Regions from separate parts of the Mus musculus genome. Here region 1 is linked to region 2. A link is a contact called in public HiChIP or PLAC-seq data. All regions are on one chromosome and are shown on one strand. The core of a region is the stretch at or near the end of the contact, and the rest is flanking DNA. Distances in the headings are between cores, read along the strand shown.

Evidence for each region. HiChIP or PLAC-seq counts read pairs in DNA pulled down with a chosen protein or histone mark.
Region 1: a FOXA1 HiChIP or PLAC-seq map of pancreatic cancer cells shows a contact between it and region 2. The contact joins two enhancer-like sites. A contact is called at or near these places in 1 of 115 datasets of contacts at active chromatin or transcription factors (pancreatic cancer cells) and 1 of 9 other capture datasets (adipose tissue).

The regions. Positions count from the first base shown.
Region 1 is chr3:95,695,039-95,700,326 of GRCm38.p6, reverse strand. No RefSeq gene overlaps it. Among named protein-coding and RNA genes, the nearest start is that of Adamtsl4, 9.8 kb to the right of the region's middle. Within about 2 kb of position 3,691, at least 120 of the 459 cell types and tissues checked have an H3K27ac peak or open chromatin away from gene starts, as enhancers often do. A contact at or near this core is called in pancreatic cancer cells, where this site is marked.
Region 2 is chr3:95,947,382-95,952,595 of GRCm38.p6, reverse strand. Anp32e (acidic (leucine-rich) nuclear phosphoprotein 32 family, member E) reads right to left here. Exons shown (of 7, transcript NM_023210.4): 7 at 5,209-5,214. Among named protein-coding and RNA genes, the nearest start is that of Anp32e, 21 kb to the right of the region's middle. Within about 2 kb of position 1,290, at least 443 of the 459 cell types and tissues checked have an H3K27ac peak or open chromatin away from gene starts, as enhancers often do. A contact at or near this core is called in pancreatic cancer cells, where this site is marked.

The DNA.
Region 1 (5,288 bases), core at 2,442-4,941, 250 kb after region 2:
TCGCTGGGGTCTGGCCAGCTCTGAGGATCCATCTGTTCTCAGCCATCAGACAGCAGCAGCCACCAGCCTCAGAAGGTGGTATTCAAACCTTCAGAACCCTGAGGCCACGTCAGAGGTACAGCCACTGATGACAAGTCCCTAACAAGGTGCAAAGCACAGGACATCCTCCTGGCCCCACGCTCTGTCTCAACAGAACACAAGGTGTTTAATGGTCAATTCATGAGAGACCGGCTCTCCCCGCAGCTTCCACCTGAGGTCCGCAGGGCATCCTCTTCTGAGGAAGGGGGATGAGAGCATACCCCCTCATACCTGTTTAGACAAAGTGTTTTAATGTCAAGGGTGGCAAGATGGCTCAGTGGGTAAGGCCTGAAGACCTGAATTTGATCCCCAGGACCCACACAGTGGGAGAAGTTACCCCATTCCTGAAAGTTATTTTCTGCAAGTGGTAGCAGAGCTGTGCTGGGAGTGTGCAGACCGAAGTTTTGACTCCAGTTCTGCTCTCATAGCCAAGCCTCTCCCACGTATCCCTCCTTCCATTAGTCTGCAACTTCATTTCATAATGTCCTGAAGACAATGAAATGACACGAAGAAGCTAAACCGCCTTTGCAGAGCTCGGGTATGTGGCTGAGTGACAGAGCAATCCCTAAGCACATGAAGGCTCTGAGCACCATCCCTGGGCCTGCTGAGTGCACAGAGGAAGGACAGACCTCGGTGAGGTACCGTGCTGGGGAGCACTCAACTGTGGGTCTCTGAGCTTCTACTTATGGACATTGCCCAGATGTCACCGGACTTAAGTGCCATTCATATGCTTCCAAACATGGTTACCTACTTCTTTTTTTTTTTTTTTTTTTGGTTTTTCGAAACAGGGTTTCTCTGTGTAGCCCTGGCTGTCCTAGAACTCACTTTGTAGATCAGGCTAGCCTCCAACTCAGAAATCCGCCTGCCTCTGCCTACCAAGTGCTGGGATTAAAGGCATGCCACCACTCCCGGCTACTTTTTTTTTTTTTTTTTTTTTTTTTGGTTACCTACTTCTATCCAGGTGGCCTGTACATGTACAGAGGTACCTGTCCCTCTCTGAGTAGAAGGGACGACATGTGGGCTCCTGGGAAATGTGAAAGAACCAAAACTTAACTTGTTGGTCCCACCTGCCCAAGGACCAGGTAACTTGCTGGGATGCTGGAAGTTGTAGTTCTTAGAAAATAACTAAGCCACATGGGAAAATACTGTGGCCATATGGGTTTGTCCTTAAAGGACTTTGCAATATGTGTCCCAGGGCCACTCAGCTAAGAACTTCAGGGAGTGGTCCTGACCAAAACCCATTCTGGTCAGCGTTTAATTAAAGCATGCTGCTTCAAATCTGGCTCAAAATCGTAGAACCCGTGTTCCTCTATTGGCTCTCAGGATTAACAAATGAAAAATAGATTATATATGTTCTCATATATATAACATATAAATATATAAAGGGAAGAACCAGAACACAGAAAAACATCAATCAAAACAAACCTCCAAAAGTGTAACTATATCAGTGTCCAGTGTGTGGGGCTTTCTCAAGATCTTCTGGGCTCCGAGCTCTTGGCTATCTGGCTCTGCCCTCTGCAGCATACACAGCTTATCTCAGAGGTTCAGGTGAGCTCCATTCCACAGCTCCTGCTGTCCTGGGGGTCATTCCATGGTCTTGGCCTTTCCAACTTGCTAGGATCTCCACGGCAGCTGAGAATACACCGTTACCAATGACCTCTCATGGCCTACCTTCAGGGCCTCCAGCCCTGCCTCGCAGTGCCAGCCTCAGCTGCTCTCCATGATCTTTTCATGCCTTCAAAGCCAGCATCACCTGAGTGACCATTACGCATCACCAAGTCCAGCTGTCAACATGAAGTGCAGCTGTGCCCTGCTCTGACCACAATTTTCATTTTACTGACCCTGCAGAAATATTCCCAGATTTTACCTCAGTGATGCTGGTCTCTTGTTAATCACAGTCCCAGCTGACCAGTGTCAGTTATCCCAGTAAAGGCTTCATGTTAGTGGTCCTGGCCTCTTATTGATTATAGCTGGCTCTTCAGCTCCAGATGACCAGAACCACAGATTCTTTTATTTATTTATTTATTTATTTATCCTCAGATACTCCAGAAGAGGGCATCATATTTTGTTATGGTTGGTTGTGAGCCACCATGTGGTTGCTGAGATTTGAACTCGGGACCTTCAGAAGAATAGTCGGCGCTCTTAACCACTGAGCCATCTTGCCAGCCCCCACAGATTCTTAATAAACGCATGAATGGCCCTGATAGAGTTTTTACTTTCCTCTGAAACGTCATAAGCCAGACCTCCATCGTCCACACTGCTCAAAGCATTACCCTCTTAGATCCCACAACAACCTACTAAGTTCTGAACACCCAGTGGCTTTTCTAGCCCAAAGTTCTAAAGTCCTTCCTGAAGTGGAAGAAAAAAAGTGGGCAGAACTATCACAGCCATTTCCCATGAACCTGGTACCAATTTCTGGTTTAGTTTGCTTTCTATTGTGGTTAACACCATGACCATAAGCAGCTTGGGGTAGGAAAAGGTTTATTTGGGTCAGTGGTTACAAGTTCAACATCAGGGGAAGCCAAGGCAGGAACCTGGAGGCAGAAACTAAAACAGAGGTCATGAGGTGTGCTGTCGACTGGCTTGTTTCCCCTGGGATTCTCAGCCTGCTTTCTTATACAACTCCAGGACCACCAGCCCAGAGGTGGCACCATGCACAAGTGAAGACTGGTCCCTCTCACATCAGTCACTAAGCAAGAAATGACCTCACAACTGGCCTACAGGAGAATCCATGGGGGCATTTTCTCAGTTTAGGTTCTAACTTGTGTCAACTTAACAAAAAAACAAAACAAAACAAAACAAACAAACAAACAAATACCTGCCCGGGACATCGATCGGGCAGTGGACTCCTAGACTGGCAAGTCAGTTGTCCTAGGGAAACAAATCAGAGGGGGCTTGTTGGAAAGATTGGTGCGAGTGCATATAAAGCTGGATCAGGTGTCCAGCAAACTTCTCTGCACCCAGCAAGAGAGTTAGAGCTCTGGCTGGAGAGATGGCTCGGTGGTGAAGAGACTGACTGCTCTTCCAGAGGTCCTGAGTTCAATTCCCAGCAACCACATGGTGGCTCACAAACCATCTGTAATGAGATCTGATGCCCTCTTCTGGTGTGTCTGAAGACAGCTACAGTGTACTTACATAAAATAAATAAGTAGGTAGATAGATAGATAGATATTTAAAAAAAAATAATTGGATACACATTGAGAGCTACCCAGTGGCTTCTGGGATTTGGGGTGAGTAGTTGGTCCCAAGGAGATGACAGTCTTCTTTAGTGACTATGGTATGTCCCCACACACATCTCTAAGGAGGTGTCAGGGCCCTAGCTGGGGGTGCTTGGTCTGTTTGGGATGGTAAAACTGGAAAGGGGACAGAGTCCCGAAGGACAAGCTTGGTGATGAGCTATGGAGCTGAGGGGTAAGTAAGCAAATAAGATCTAGCCAGCACCGGGGCAGACATGGTCCCTTTTTGCTCTATTCTTTGTCCACTGGCATGGTTTGGGGCCGGTGGTCAGAGGCCAAACAAGTTTCCTCCTGCCTCAGCGTGTTTCCTCACAGCAGGCTGGGACTCTCCTATTTCTGACTTCAGGCCCTTGGTATGTTTGAAATTCTTGCCTCTCCTGTGGCTGCCCAGCCCACCTCTGACCACAGCAGAGCTTGCGCCCTTCTCCCTGCCCTTCTGTGTCTGCTGCTCTTAAGTCTTCAGGGCCATTTGTCAAGATTAATTTGACACTGAGCTGGCTCTCTCTGGAGATACAGGGAAGTGCCTAGGCGTCACAGCAAGACTCATGTGGGAAAGATTCCCATGATAAGGCTGACCTGTGGCCAGAGGCCGAGGCCGACCCACCACAGCCCAGGAAGAAAAGATGCCTTGTTAGAGGCTCCGGGGAATGGAGATAATTTGTTCTGCTTGATCTTTCACCCCCTTCCCATCTCCTTGCATTTCTCCCTACTTCTTAAAGAGGCACCCCCTCCAATGACTGACAGAGCCCTTGTCACCTCCAGAGCTGAACTCTGTGCGTGGAACATTCTTGGTTTAATTTCTTCAATGAGTTGACAGATCCAGTTATCACACAAATCATCCTATTCTCCTAAGAGACACTTTGAGGAGGAAGGTGAGGTTATATAATCTTACTTACTCCAGACGAAAGGCAATATTTCCCACCCTTATCCCAGCATCTGCCATTGATCTGGGAATTGGTCACAGTTCAGCTGTGGCTGCAGTTCACTGCAGTTCCAGGCTGAGGAACGAAACAATAGGTTCCTCTGTATTCTCAACACGCTTTGAGGCCACAGCCTGATTCCCCACCTCTGGGCAGGGCCCACCCATCCTCCCATGATCTCCTGTCTCTCTCAGAGCATCTGTCCTCAAAACCCATTCAAACTCCTCAGCCCAGAGTGACCTCAGGTTCTGCCCAGGAAACCTGCTAAGTTTAGAAGCCCTGGTCTCCAGTTGGTTGAGGTCCTAGCTCAATGCCCCTAATCCTGGCACTCAGGAGACAGAGGAAGGAGGAGTTTAAAGTCAGACTGGGCTCTATAGTGATGCCCTGTCTCAAAAAAAAACCAACAAGAATAGAAGGCAGGTTTCACCCAGGCAGCCACACACAATCCTAGTATCCCGAGTACAGAAGCTTGGGTGTTACTGCTCATCACGGTCACCCAGCCCGAGCGTATATGAACATGCTGTCAGCAGTAAAGGCACCCACAGCTGAGCACCACAGGTGTCAAGACGGGGAACTTTAAGTGGCACATCAGCTAGAAATAGTCTTGCTCTTATAGCATCATTAACAATAACATTGTGCTATTTTTGTAGGTGACTACAGCTTTCACACACATGCTTTCTCTTTTAGTTTTTATGACAACCTATGAATAGATACACTGGATTCTGTTAATAGTCCAGACTTCATAGAGGAGAAAGCCGAAGTGTAAAGTGCTGAAGAGCACAGCCCTCACAGAAGGCAAAGCTCCCTCTCGTGCACTGTCTCCAGGCCCACTGACCACTCAGCAACAGCAACAGTCGTGAGTACTACAGTGGGCTTTGCAGCCACACAACCCTAATGTGTGTGGGCTACTTTGTTCATTAAGACCCTTAGGGACAGGGCTCCATGGTGGCTTGTGTCAGGAGGAGGAGTCCTAGCTACTTAGTCCCTACTTCATCATAGCGATACCATTTGATCAAATGTGTAAAATGGGCGCAGGAGAGATGGTCCAGAAGTT
Region 2 (5,214 bases), core at 41-2,540:
CTGCTCCATCCTTGTCTGTTTGAGGATAGGACTGGCTATGTGGCCTAGGATGGCCTGCAGTCCAAGACCTTTTCCATGTTTCTCAGACCTCCAAAGAAACTTCTACTGTACAAAACAAACTGATGCAAACATTCTAAAGTGGTTCGTTGGTTCTAATAAAAAGGATTTAAGGATGATTTTACTTTGATACTTTTGACAAACTACCTTCAGCTGTGATTGACTAAAAGACGGAAAAATAAGTCCTAACTCTCTCTGTAATGGACCTTTACAAAGTCTCTCTGTTGGAATCACTCGTTCGGTAAAGAAAGAGCCTTCGTGTTTTTTGTTTGTTTGTTTTTTCGAAGCAGGATTTCTCTGTCCTGGAACTTACTTTGTAGACCAGGCTGGCCTCGAACTCAGAAAATCGCCTACCTCTGCCTCCCAAGTGCTGGGATTAAAGGCGTGCGCCACCAAGCCCTGCTGTCTTCCTGTTTTATGTGTAGTCTCGGAGTCGGTTTTCTTCAGTGCTTTCTCCCAGCACCTGCTCAACTTGACTGATGTAGTTTTAAGTTTTATCAATTAGCAGCAGTTCCAGGAGTAGGGAAAGGGGATGGATAGATAGGAGGGTTAGCTCCTGAGGACAAGGTCAGTGAAAAATGTGTACAAACAAGCTGGACAGTGGTGGCGCACGCCTTTAATCCCAGCACTCAGGAGGCAGAGGCAGGCGGATTTCTGAGTTCGAGGCTAGCCTGGTCTACAGCGTGAGTTCCAGCACTGGCTGCTCTTACAGAGGACCAATCCCCAGAGGCTCCCAAGCATCTGATACCTCCGAGGGCACCAGGCACACGAGTGATACACACACACACACACACACACACAAGACATTCATACACATAAAATCTAAATTAAAACAAACAAACAAACAAAAAAACTAGCCCTCACCGGGCAGTGGTGGCGCACGCCTTTAATCCTAGCACTTGGGAGGCAGAGGCAGGCGGATTTCTGAGTTCGAGGCCAGCCTGGTCTACAGAGTGAGTTTCAGGACAGCCAGGGCTACACAGAGAAACCCTGTCTCGAAAAAAAACCAAAAACAACAAAACAAAACTAGCCCTCATTTCTTTAGAAGACACATAACGTTGCTGTTTCCGATTACTGGCTAACCAGGGTTGGGCGATAGTCTTCAACATCAGGCTTTAGAATGATGCAACACTGAAATTGGGAATCATTAGGCAAACGTTGCGAGACCCGAAGGACAATGAACAGCGTAGAGGATCCCTGAGGTCCGTGATGCGGAAACTCCAGAGCCGTGCTTCCGGCGCGACTGCGCATGCACGGGAGCTCTGACAAGGGATGGGGCGGGGGTTGGGGGGGTGGTGGAGTGAGGCCGAGCCTCGTGACCAGAGCTGCGGCCCAGTGGAGTTTAGAAAGGCGTCCTTGTGATGGGATTCGGTCAGGTCGAGTCTGTCCCTTAGCCCCTGGGGCAACCGTGTCTCACTCCCAGGAGCCCAGGCCTGGCAGGTGCATCCGACGTAGTCGATCTGACGTCACATCCGCCTTCGCTAGCTCCGGAACGAGTGCTCGATTTGCAGTTCTGTCCTAAGTCCTGTTCTTGGCGGACCCCAGCAGGGCGCTCTGCTGTAGTAGCAGCAATTAGAAAACGGAAAATAAAGATTGGAAGCTCGGGATATGCCCAGGGACTGCGGCAGAGGACTGACTTCCAAAAGCATTTAGATAAATGGCATGACCTGTTCAAGCCTATCAAGACCCGATACGTGGCAGCACGCTGGCTCGACCCGGGGATCGCGGTGGGAAACGCGACCTTAGAAGAGTCTCCTTAAAAGTTGGCGTCTAGCGCAGCACCTCCTGCGAACTGCAGCCCGGGAACCCCATATTCCGATATATACAGCTTTATTACAAAATAAAATCTGTAAAATCTTATAGATGACTGTGAACATCCACTTCTGTATTTGCCAGGCACTGGCATAGCCTCATACAGCTATACCAGGGTCCCTTCAGCAAAATCTTGCTGGCATATGCAATAGTGCCTGGGTTTGGTGGCTGATTATGGGATGGATCCCCTGGTGGGGTAGTCTCTGGATAGTCCATCCTTTCATCTTAGCTCCAAACTTTGTCTCTGTAACTCCTTTCATGGGTATTTTGTTCCCTACTCTAAGGAAGAGTGAAGTATCCACCCATTGGTCTTCCCTCTTCTTGATTTTCTTGTGTTTTGCAAATTGTATCTTGGGTGTCCTATGTTTCTGGGCTAATATCCACTTATCAGTGAGTGCCCCCAATAGAGAAGCTAGAGAAAGCACCCAAGGAGCTGAAGGGGTCTGCAACAATAGGTGGAACAACAATATGAACTAACCAGTATCCCCAGAGCTCGTGTCTCTAGCTGCATATGTAGCAGAAGATGGCTTAGTCGGCCAACACTGGGAAGAGAGGCCCCTTGGTATTGCAAACTTTATATGCCCCAGTACAGGGGAATGTCAGGGCCAAGAATTGGAAGTGGGTGGGTAGGGAAGCAGGGCGGGGTGAGGGTATAGGGAACTTTCGGGATAGCATTTGAAATGTATATAAAGAAAATATCTAATAAAAAATCTGTAAAATCACTTGGAATTCGAATTTTTTAAAATTCTCATTGTTAATCTTATCCAGAAAAATAATCTAATCTACAAATAATTCTCAGAGCTGCAAAGATGGATTTAACTCAATATTCTCAGAAAAGGGGGGGGGGGGTTGGTGGGATAGTGGCTTGCCCGCAGGTGGGACGGTGTCCATTGGCTCCTCGGCCATGTAATACCAGCACTCTGGTAAAGCAAAACTGTTTGAGGTTAGCCTAGGCTAGACTAAGATCCTACCTCACAAAACGTTTGTTGTTGTTGTTGTTTTTTGTTTTGTTTTGTTTTGTTTTTTCAAGACAGGGCTTCTCTGTGTAGCCCTGGCTGTCCTGGAACTCACTTTGTAGACCAGGCTGGCCTCGGACTCAGAAATCTGCCTGCCTCTGCCTCCCCAGTGCTGGGATTAAAGGGGTGTGCCACCACGCCCCCCCCCAAAAAAAAACTTTTAAAGCAGTTTCATTTACAGGTCTTTATTCATTCTAATAATCCTGACAGCTCTCTGCATGGGCGTGGTGCTTCCAAAAGTAGCTAAGCGTGTGCCCTAATATAAAATCCCAACCTTATTAACATTGAGGGTTGTTTTTGCTTAAAACAAAACAAAACCTCGATTTCATGTTCTCTAGTGTGAAGTTTGTAAAAGCCAACACCGATCATATGTCGCTATCAAAGATTGTATGCTCTTTTCTCTGGGTGGAGAACCCACTCCGCCCTGTGGAGTGACCCTGCCCAGGAAGTCAGTCATAGGCAGTGCGTAGGGTTGAGATTATGGCCCTCTTACAGTCTATGTATTTAATGGTGGATGCACATTTCTCTAAGGAGGCATCCAAATGATGCTCTCTCTCTCTCTCTCTCTCTCTCTCTCACACACACACACACACACACACACACACAGGGAAATATTCAAGAACTTAACTGAAATACATACTTTCCTTCGTCTTTCTTAGTCACGGTTACCCTACTATAGGGTCTTAGCAGGTTAAGAAGCCCTAAGACTTGAACAACTTGAACTTGAGCTGAAGGTGGCTCTGCAGTTAGGAGCACTTGCTGCTCTTACAGAGGCTCAGGTGAGTTACCAGCTTACACAGCCAAAAAATCTTTGTTCCAAGGGATCTGAAGGCTCACACATACTCTTAAGTTAAAAGTCAGTCAGTAAGTCTTTGTAACGTATTTTACCAGGGCTGGGCACTGCAGCCTTATTGAAGCACACTGGAGGCAGAAACAAGTGATCTGCTGACTTCCAGGCCAGCCAGGGCTTCACGAGAACCTGTCTCTAAATAAATGTATTTTTATTAGAGATACATAGTCTTCTTATTAGAGGTTCCCCCGAGATAAGAGTTCATTTTGCAATTTCCATTTTGGGACATGATGTTTTCCTTCAAGTCGAGTTGTCCAATTAAATAGAACAGAAACGCATGCAGCTGTCCGGCCAGGACATACTCTGGTCTCCTCTCAGGCTGATCAGAATGTGGGGAGGCATGCGGCAGTCAGTGGTAGGATGCTGTCTGAGGGATAGCTGCAGACTATCACTGAATCACACAACAGCACTGGAAACAAATCTCCAGCAACTAGGAAAAAAATGTAATTCAAAACCCAACAGAACAAAGAATAAACCATACTTAAGAATACTTTTGAGTCACACCACCTCATTAAATTGACTCATTATTGAATAATTTTACCCAAAACTTCTGATCCTGTCGTTTTCCTTAAAGGAGAAAACTATGTAATGTCTGTCTTTAGACAGCCTCACGCTGCTCTTGAACTGTGCTAATTGTCCAGCCTCAGCCTCTTAACACTGGGATCACAGGTGTGGGGCAGCACACCAAGCATAAAAAGACAAAGGCGTGGCTGCCGCAGTGCCTTTAATCTGAGAACTTGGAATTTGATGAGGACAAATCTTGAGTTCAAGGCCACCCTGGTCTAAACATTGAGTTCCTACACAGCCAGGAATATAATGGCAATGCCCCATCCCCTCAAAAAAGGACAAAACCACAGATTTCAGTGAATACCTGTAGTTAAAAATAGCTCAATGCTTCCACCTCTCAAAAAGAATTTAGTAATTAATATTTTCCCTATACTGTAATCATTAGAACATTAGCATAACTTGACAAAAGACATTTCAGAAATAAATCATATAAACCCAAAACTAGGGATTTATAAAAATCTATTGTTTCAAGATACACATGTAGGGAACTAACATACTATGCTGAGAAGTTGAGCTCATTCTAGAAAAACCATATAATCCTGTGATTGTTTTATAAATACCTGCTGAACTATAGGCAATAAAGTCCTGGCCCAACCTGCAACTCCAAAGGGAAATTTGAGCCAATCCAGAATTTTGGTGAGGGAAAGGAATTTTGTTTTTATTTTTCCAGACAGGGTTTCTTTGTGTAGCACTGGCTGGACTCAAACTCAAGAGATCCATCTGCCTCTGCCTCCAGGTGCTGGGATTAGAGGTGTGTACCACCACTGCTGTTGGAGTATGAGTTTTCTAGTGCCTATTATTGTCACAAGTCTGACTACCCTTCAAAAGTCATTTCTGTTTCTAAAGACCTTTGAAACAGTAGATGGTAATTCTGAAGAGTGAACAATCACACACTGAAGCTAGTCATTATTA